Linked DNA regions of Mus musculus: region 1 is linked to region 2. Evidence: chromatin contacts called from public targeted proximity ligation data. All regions are on one chromosome and are shown on one strand. The core of a region is the stretch at or near the end of the contact, and the rest is flanking DNA. Distances in the headings are between cores, read along the strand shown. Region 1 overlaps Rela (v-rel reticuloendotheliosis viral oncogene homolog A (avian)). Region 2 has its middle 12 kb from the start of Ap5b1.

What was found.
Region 1: a targeted proximity ligation map of embryonic stem cells shows a contact between it and region 2, with 18 read pairs. A contact is called at or near these places in 11 of 39 promoter capture datasets (the 3T3-L1 cell line, 3T3-L1-derived adipocytes, HPC-7-derived erythroid cells and 6 more), 3 of 484 Hi-C or Micro-C datasets (bone marrow-derived dendritic cells, bone marrow-derived macrophages and cerebral cortex), 8 of 130 datasets of targeted methods (the HPC-7 cell line, bone marrow-derived dendritic cells, bone marrow-derived macrophages and 4 more) and 4 of 9 other capture datasets (adipose tissue, embryonic stem cells, liver and 1 more).

Annotation. Positions count from the first base shown.
Region 1 is chr19:5,647,303-5,650,991 of GRCm38.p6, forward strand. Rela (v-rel reticuloendotheliosis viral oncogene homolog A (avian)) reads left to right here. Exons shown (of 11, transcript NM_009045.5): 11 at 1-832. The coding sequence ends at 114. Among named protein-coding and RNA genes, the nearest start is that of Rela, 12 kb to the left of the region's middle.
Region 2 is chr19:5,578,311-5,582,023 of GRCm38.p6, forward strand. No RefSeq gene overlaps it. Among named protein-coding and RNA genes, the nearest start is that of Ap5b1, 12 kb to the left of the region's middle.

The DNA of each region.
Region 1 (3,689 bases), core at 634-3,133, 69 kb after region 2:
GCTCCCACACCCCTGGGGACCTCGGGGCTTCCCAATGGTCTCTCAGGAGATGAAGACTTCTCCTCCATTGCGGACATGGACTTCTCTGCTCTTTTGAGTCAGATCAGCTCCTAAGGTGCTGACAGCGACCCTGCTCAGAGCACCAGGTTTCAGGGCACTGAAGCCTTCCCGAAGTGCGTACACATTCTGGGGAGTGTGCTCCAGCTGCCCCCGACTTGTTTGGGTGATCTCTCTGGGGCGGCACGTTTTACTCTTTATCTCGCTTTCGGAGGTGCTTTCGCAGGAGCATTAACCTCCTGGAGACGGAGCTGGGAGGACTCGGTGCATCCCTGTGTTGATAGCTCCTGCTTCGGTAGGGAACTCTGAGATCCTGCTTCCATCTCCAGCTTCTAGCACTCTCCTAGAGAGGGACAGACTGGAGCCATGGCCTTAGGCCATATAGCCTTACTATCAAGTGTCTTCCTCCACGCGGATTCCTGTACACCTTGATCCAAAGCAGTGCTCCCAAGAGCAGCTCCTACGTGGTGCTGCCCGACACCAGCACATGAGGGGCCGCTCTTCTGTCCTGTGGAGCTCCTGCCCTGCCAGCTCTCCATGCTGAGCTGTGGCCAAGGGGAACAGGTGGGATGTTGCTGGCCGCCTTCAGAATCGGGGGGAGTTTAGTCTGAGACATCCCTGCTCCCCCTTTTTTCAAGTGCCTTAATAGCAGGGCAAACTGTAGAGTCAGGAGGGCAGGCTAGATGCTCAGCCACAAGACAGCCTTTACTGAAAAAGCTATTGGACTCTTGCTCTTTCTAGCTCTGAACTAATAAATGTCTTATCACGCTGGCCAGAGAGTAGCTGTCTTTCAGCAAACACTGAGCACACTGTGTTGCCCACTTCAGGTTGTCTGATGGTGAAAGAATTGACTGTGTACCGTCATCCAGGGGTCTGGGACTGGAGGATGCCTCCTGCAAACTCTTGATTCCTATTGGCAAATGTTACAGCAACTAGGACAGGGCTTCCACTACAAAAGGTTCAATAGGAGTGGGGTTCCTTCACATAACGTAGATCCCTCTTGCTCCAGGAGTTAGGTCAGCAGAGACATGGAACAGCCTGGTGGGGAGGTGATGGTGGGACCATCCTGGAAGTGATGAAGAACTCTGCACAGCAGTTGCCAGGTTTTTCCATTAGCTCAGGCTGAAACAAAACAGCCATTTTGCATCCCTAGTGATCAAGGTCATCTTGAGCTTACTGGATTTGAGACCGGCCTGGTGCCACACTGTCTTAAAACAGCTGTTCACATCCCCGCTCCCAAAAAGCCTGCTGTGCTGGTACATGCCTTTGCTCCCAGCCCTCCAGAGGCAAAGGCAGGAAGGGTGAGTTAAAGGCCAGCAAGGTCTACTCCGGGAGACCTTGTCTCAGAAAACAATACAAAAACCGGTCTGCCCTAGGACTTTTGATATTCTGTACCAGGAGGATACCTAGAACCTTTGCCCAGCCTTGGAGACCTAAACAAAGGCCAGGCGTAGCTCTTGTGCTAAAGCTGGACATACTTCCGGTTTTGTCTTGCACAAGCCTAGCAGCTAAAGGGGGCAGTCTTCTCGGGTGCGCATGCGCCCGCCCTGCGCGCACTCAGCACGGGGAGGCGCAGCTAAGCGGTGGGGAAACCCCTATGCTGAGAGATCTGTAAGTGTATAGTGAGCGAGCTGCAATAGTTCCAGACCCTTGGGAATAGGCTCTTGTGCAGAGCCTGATAGATTGTCCCTGCAGGAGAAGATGCGGTCGAGCTGCAAATGTTGGGGAAATGGAAGAAAGTCTCCTAACACAAACACTAGGTGCACATGCTTAGAGGGCGGGCGCAGAGGCGGGCCTGAAGCGAGGGTGTATAAAACCTAAGGACCCAGCTAAACTCAGCTCCAGATGGGGCGGAGCCCATCTGACCTTGGCTGTTTTGGAATCAGATCCAGGCGACCTTGCCCTGGAGCCGGGGCTGGGAGCCGGGACCCCTTTGAATGATAAGGCTTGAAGCTGAAGGCATCCTGTAGTGGTGCAGTTCAGATTCTCAGCCTCAGTTTAGGCAGTGTCTTGTTCTTGGCTTTCTGGCCTGCAGTGGCCTCTGGTGACCCCCGGAAGCCTTCTTTTAGTCCTTCCCACACTCCCTGAATGACCTCACCATGTTAATGGTTCATCCATCCTAAATCTTTGTCTTTAGCCCAGACTTCTGTCCCCTGGGCGCTAGCCATTGGACAGTTCTACTCTGATGTCTCCCAAACTCACCCTGTTCCAAGTGACCACAGTCAACCCAGGCTGTTCCTCCTCCTTCCTCTCGGTCTCAGCTGTTACCCTCCAGTGGCTCCAGCCGGAAACATCGTCACCACTGTGGATACTACCTCTTCTCCCTTACCAGCAATGTGCAACCAGTCTTTCACAAGGTCCTCCCTCCAGGACGGCTGCTACAGCTTCCTTCGGCACTAGTCTGCCTATTTGCAACCAAAAAGCTGACACCTAGACCTTCCTTACCACTCTCTCTTTAAACATCTGTCAACCACAGAGTCAGATCCCAAGGGCCTGAAGACACCTGCCCAGTGACCCGGGCCTTCCCTCCCACCTTCCTCACTGCCCCGTGAGGCTGCTCACCACCGCCCCTATGATGATTAGGCTTCGCTGTCAACTCGAATCCTTGTGAGGGGTTCCAAAGTGGTTTAACCAATGGAAGATTATGAGTGGCATCATTCCTTAGAGCCCCATAGTGAGTAAAAAAGAGAGAGAGAGAGAGAGAGAGAGAGAGAGAGAGTGCGAGCTGGGTGTAGTGGCGCACGCCTTTAATCCCAGCACTTGGGAGGCAGAGGCAGGAGGATTTCGAGGCCAGCCTGGTCTACAGAGTGAGTTCCAGGGCAGCCAGGGCTGCACAGGAGAAACCCTGTCTTGAAAAAACAAACAAGAAAGAGAGAGAGAGAGAGAGAGAGAGAGAGGGAGAGAGAGAGAGAGAGAGAGAGAGAGAAAAGAGAGAGACTGAAAATAACTAAGCCCCAGCAAGGATTTTTCTGCTCCCAGACTGGATACAATGTATCTGCTCCCACCAGCAGGTACCGGATCCCCTGAACCAGAGCCAAAATTCTTACGTGAGTTTTGTTTGTTTTGTTGGTCTGTATTTTATCCCAGTAATAAGAAAATATGTTCAACCAGGAAAAGCTAGGCCACATGGAGGAACCACTGCTCCGGGATCCCTAGTGGATCCCTAGTGGACCTTGCATGACCCTTTCTGACCCAGCTTAAGGCTCTGTAACCCTGATTCCTTCGAGTACCTCAAATTCGGCCCAGTGGCTCCTAGAGTGTTTCTCCTGGAATACCTGTGACATCTGCTGGTGAACTCAACTTTCAAAACTCAGTCCTTTTATTAGCCTCCTCAGAGAAGGCTTCCTTGTGCTCATGGCCCCACTGTTACTCAGCCATGTTTATCCTGTCCTCTCTCAGGGTCTGGGCTTCAGCAGAGGCAGCCCTGGGGAGAGGCTGATGAGGCACTGGCTGGGGCCTGCAACAGGTGATCCATCCAGTGGTAGTCAATGATGCTCTGAAGCTCAGCTTAGCAGGGCCTATTTGGGAATTCCATACTGCATGGCCAGAGCCCACCCCTGGTTGTCCTGCTCTGCAGGCTCGAAGTGTTCCCTCTCCTGCTCCAAACAGACAGGCATGAAGCGTGGCCACCT
Region 2 (3,713 bases), core at 626-3,125:
TTCTCATAAGCCAATTGTATAACAAAAGGATTTCCTGCTTGAGAATCTCCAAAAATTTTACTAGCTGCTTTTAGTAGCCTATCCACAAAATCCTGGAAACTTTCATCAGGAGCCTGTCTAATACTAGCTAAAGTTCCACTGAGATCCCCTTTAGTCAGTAATTGATTCCAAGTGTGTCAGGTAGCCATTGCAACCTGTGCATACACTCCAATGGCAAACCCAATCTGATTAGCATTGCCTTCATATTGATCTTCTAAAAGCGTGTCAGCATCCCAATCTGGGTTACCTGTCTGAGCATTCATTTTGGCAGTTCTCTTACTAGCTTCATGCCATTAGAACTCCAAAGTAAGAAATCTCTTCTTGACAAAGAAGCCTTACATAGAGTCTTCCAATCTTGGGGGGGTTAAATTTGACTCCATCACTGTATCCAATAAAGCTTGTGTAAAAGGAGCTGTAGGGCCACACTGTGCCACAGCTATTTTTAACTCTTTTATCACCTTGAAATCTAAAGTCTGATATTGTCTGACTCTATTGTTCTGCTGGTCAATTATCTCAACTATAGGGAAAGCTAGCATGTTAGTTGTGTCCTGTCCTTTCCCGAGAGCCTGACTCACAGCTCTTTCTAGCAGCGATTGGTGTATCTCAGAATCACTGCTCTTCCCTGTACTTGACACCTTTTTTTAGCTCCTGTAGTTCATTAGTCAATTTCTGCAGCTCAGTTTCAAACTCTAATTTACTTAGTTGCATGTTCATCTGGGCAGCATCTCCTGCAATAGAGGCCATAGGCAGAGCAGAAAGCTTGCAAGGAGGCCAATCCCTGTCATAATTTTTGGCAGCTCCCTTTTCTGAATGAGCTTCCTCCTCTGATGTTAGCTCATCTTTAGGATCTCTATGCCTTTCTAGCTTAGGGTGGAGAGGGCCCTTTTCTGAGAAAGCCCTCTCTGGCAGGTGTGCTTCCTGAAAAATTTTCAAGCTTTCCCTGGGCACAATCTGACGCCTGCAAGGTTTCTTCATAAGTAGCATCTTTCATGGGTGCCCAGAGGCAGAGGGTGATATTATCTGCCTGAGTGGTTCTCAGAGCCTCTCCAGTTTTCCTCCCAGGTTTTCTTATCTAAAGTTCTTTCTTCTTGAAACCATGGGCAGCAAGAATCTATCTGATCTGAAAAGTTTTCTAACAATTGGTCTTCAAACCCTACCCCTCTCTTGCCTGAAGCAGTTCTTGAAGGCTGCGGACAAATGCCTGTTTAGGATTTTCCAGTCTCATTTCCACTGTCAACCTCTAAGTGGGATCAGCGTTGGGTCAACGCTGCGCCATCTTAGCCCGCATCCCTTTGCACCTACACCAACAGTTTCAAAAAGATGAAAGCTAAGGCTAGCACTAGCATCAACGCTGTATGTTGTGCTTACCGTTCAGGGTACCATCTTCTTCTGTCCCTCGGATGAGCTCTCCATGTCCAGTCCCCACGTTCAGGTGCCACCTGTAGCCACAGAGAAGTGGGTTCCTGGAAGGAGAGCTGGGGATGGATGGGAAGGACAGATGAGAAAGGAATGAGACCAAGACAAAGTTTCTGATCAAGGCCCAATGTTTAATTCTTTTTTCTTTTCTTTTCTTGAGACAGGGTTTCTCTGTACAGTCCTGGCTGTCCTGGAACTCACTCTGTAGACCAGACTGGCCTCAAACTCAGAAATCCGCCTGTCTCTGCCTCCCAAGTGCTGGGATTAAAGGCGTGCACCACCACTGCCAGGCCCCAATGTTTAGTTCTTAAGTCTGAATTTAAAGGAGGAAACCAATCCCCCACTTTGCCAGGATCTCATCAGTAAAACAAGCTCAGCTGCTCAGCAGGTAGCGCTTCTTGCAGGAAGCTCCAGAGGTGGCAGACAATAGACTTCCTCTAGGTCGGAAGACTCCACCCTAAGTAGACTAGAGTGGCTATGGCAAAACAAGGTCTGATTCAGCCCACTGAAGGCTGGAAGAAGGGCTCAGACAAAACTGCAGCATGGCCTCAGTCAATTCTCAGGCTGAAGGCAGGTTTATTTTTTCCCAATCCACTTGTATACCATTTTAATTACATGCAAGTATTAAGGGTGAGCAGTACAATGAGGAATAAGCAAGACAATAAACAAAGTGCCAAGAACTCCCATGGCCACTGTTTCTAAGGGCTTATCATGATGGTCAAGATATCTAAACCTGCTTCCCGGTCCTAGCCCAGAGTCACATACATGCCTGAAGCCTACTTCTTTGTTCCACCCTAAAATCAGATTCCTGCCTGATCTTACCTCTTTTGTTTTTGTTTTTGTTTTGTTTTGTTTTTGAGACAGGGTTTCTCTGTGTAGCCCTGTTTTGTTTTGTTTTGTTTTTTGAGACAGGGTTTCTCTGTGTAGCCCTGGCTGTCCTGGAACTCACTCTGTAGACCTCGAACTCAGAAATCTGCCTGCCTCTGCCTCCCAAGTGCTGGGATTAAAGACGTGTGCCACCATGCCCGGCCTGATTTTACTTCTTCGTCATGGCCTAATGTCAGATTCCTGCCTGAAGCCCCTTTCCTTGTCCTGGGCCAATGTCAGATTCCTGCCAAGCGGCCCCTCAAAGGCTCTACACAAGGACACCTCACCATGTAGGCATGATCAGTTACCTCACATTCTTGGCACTTCTCTTCCTGAAGCATGGAGGTGGAGCTAGAGTTCCAGGTGGCTGTGGCCCGTGATGCATAGGTGTTGGAATCTGAGCTCCAATCCTCCTAAGGTAGCAGTGTGTGCCTTTAACCACCAGGCCATCTCTCCAACACTCACATTTAAAAAAAAAATTTTTTTTTTTCCGAGACAGGGTTTTTCTATATAGCCCTGGCTGTCCTGGAACTCACTTTGTAGACCAAGCTGGCCTTGAACTCAGAAATCTGCCTGTCTCTGCCTCCCAAGTGCTGGGATTAAAGGCATGCGCCACCACTCCCGGCTAAAAATATATTTTGGTTGATTTGGTTATGGAGACAGGGTTTCTCTGTGAAGTCCTAGCTGTCCTGGAACTCACTTTGTAGCCCAGGCTAGCCTTGATCTCTGCCTCTGCCACCGCTGCCCAGCATACAGTCGCTTACATGTTAAGCCAGTTTACCAAACCTAGAATAAATCACATTTCATCATGTCATATAATTCTTGTGTGTATGCACGTTAGACTCCGTTTGTTCACTCATTGTGTGCATGGTGCTGGTTTTTATGAGATAAAGTCTGTCCTAGAATCCATGATTCTCTGACCTTATCCTCAAGTGCGGCGCTTACCAACAGGCGTTTGTGATCCATGCGGCTCCAATCTCGTGTCTTCTGCTTGCCCTGCTGTCACTTTACTGCCACGTTCTAACCGATCTCTAACACTGGCAAATGTCACCATGGAGCTCTACGTCTATGCTCGTGGCAGATACGGTTCTGTGGATTGCTTTTTAAAAATAATGTCCTCGTTTGGTTTGGAGTGAGGTGATGCAGGTGACACATTGAGTAGAGAAGTGGTCCCCTTGCTTCTAACTTCTGGAAGAGACTTGAGAGAACTGGGGTACTTTGTACCCTAAATGTTTTTGTTAAGCTCACAAGTAAACTCATTAGACCAGGTACTTTATGAACTAGAAGATTACAAATTGCCACTGTCTGTGTACTGGTGTCTCCCACCCCACTGTCTGTGTACTGGTGTCTTCCACCCCAGTTCATATATCGAGATGTCTCTTTTTCCTGAA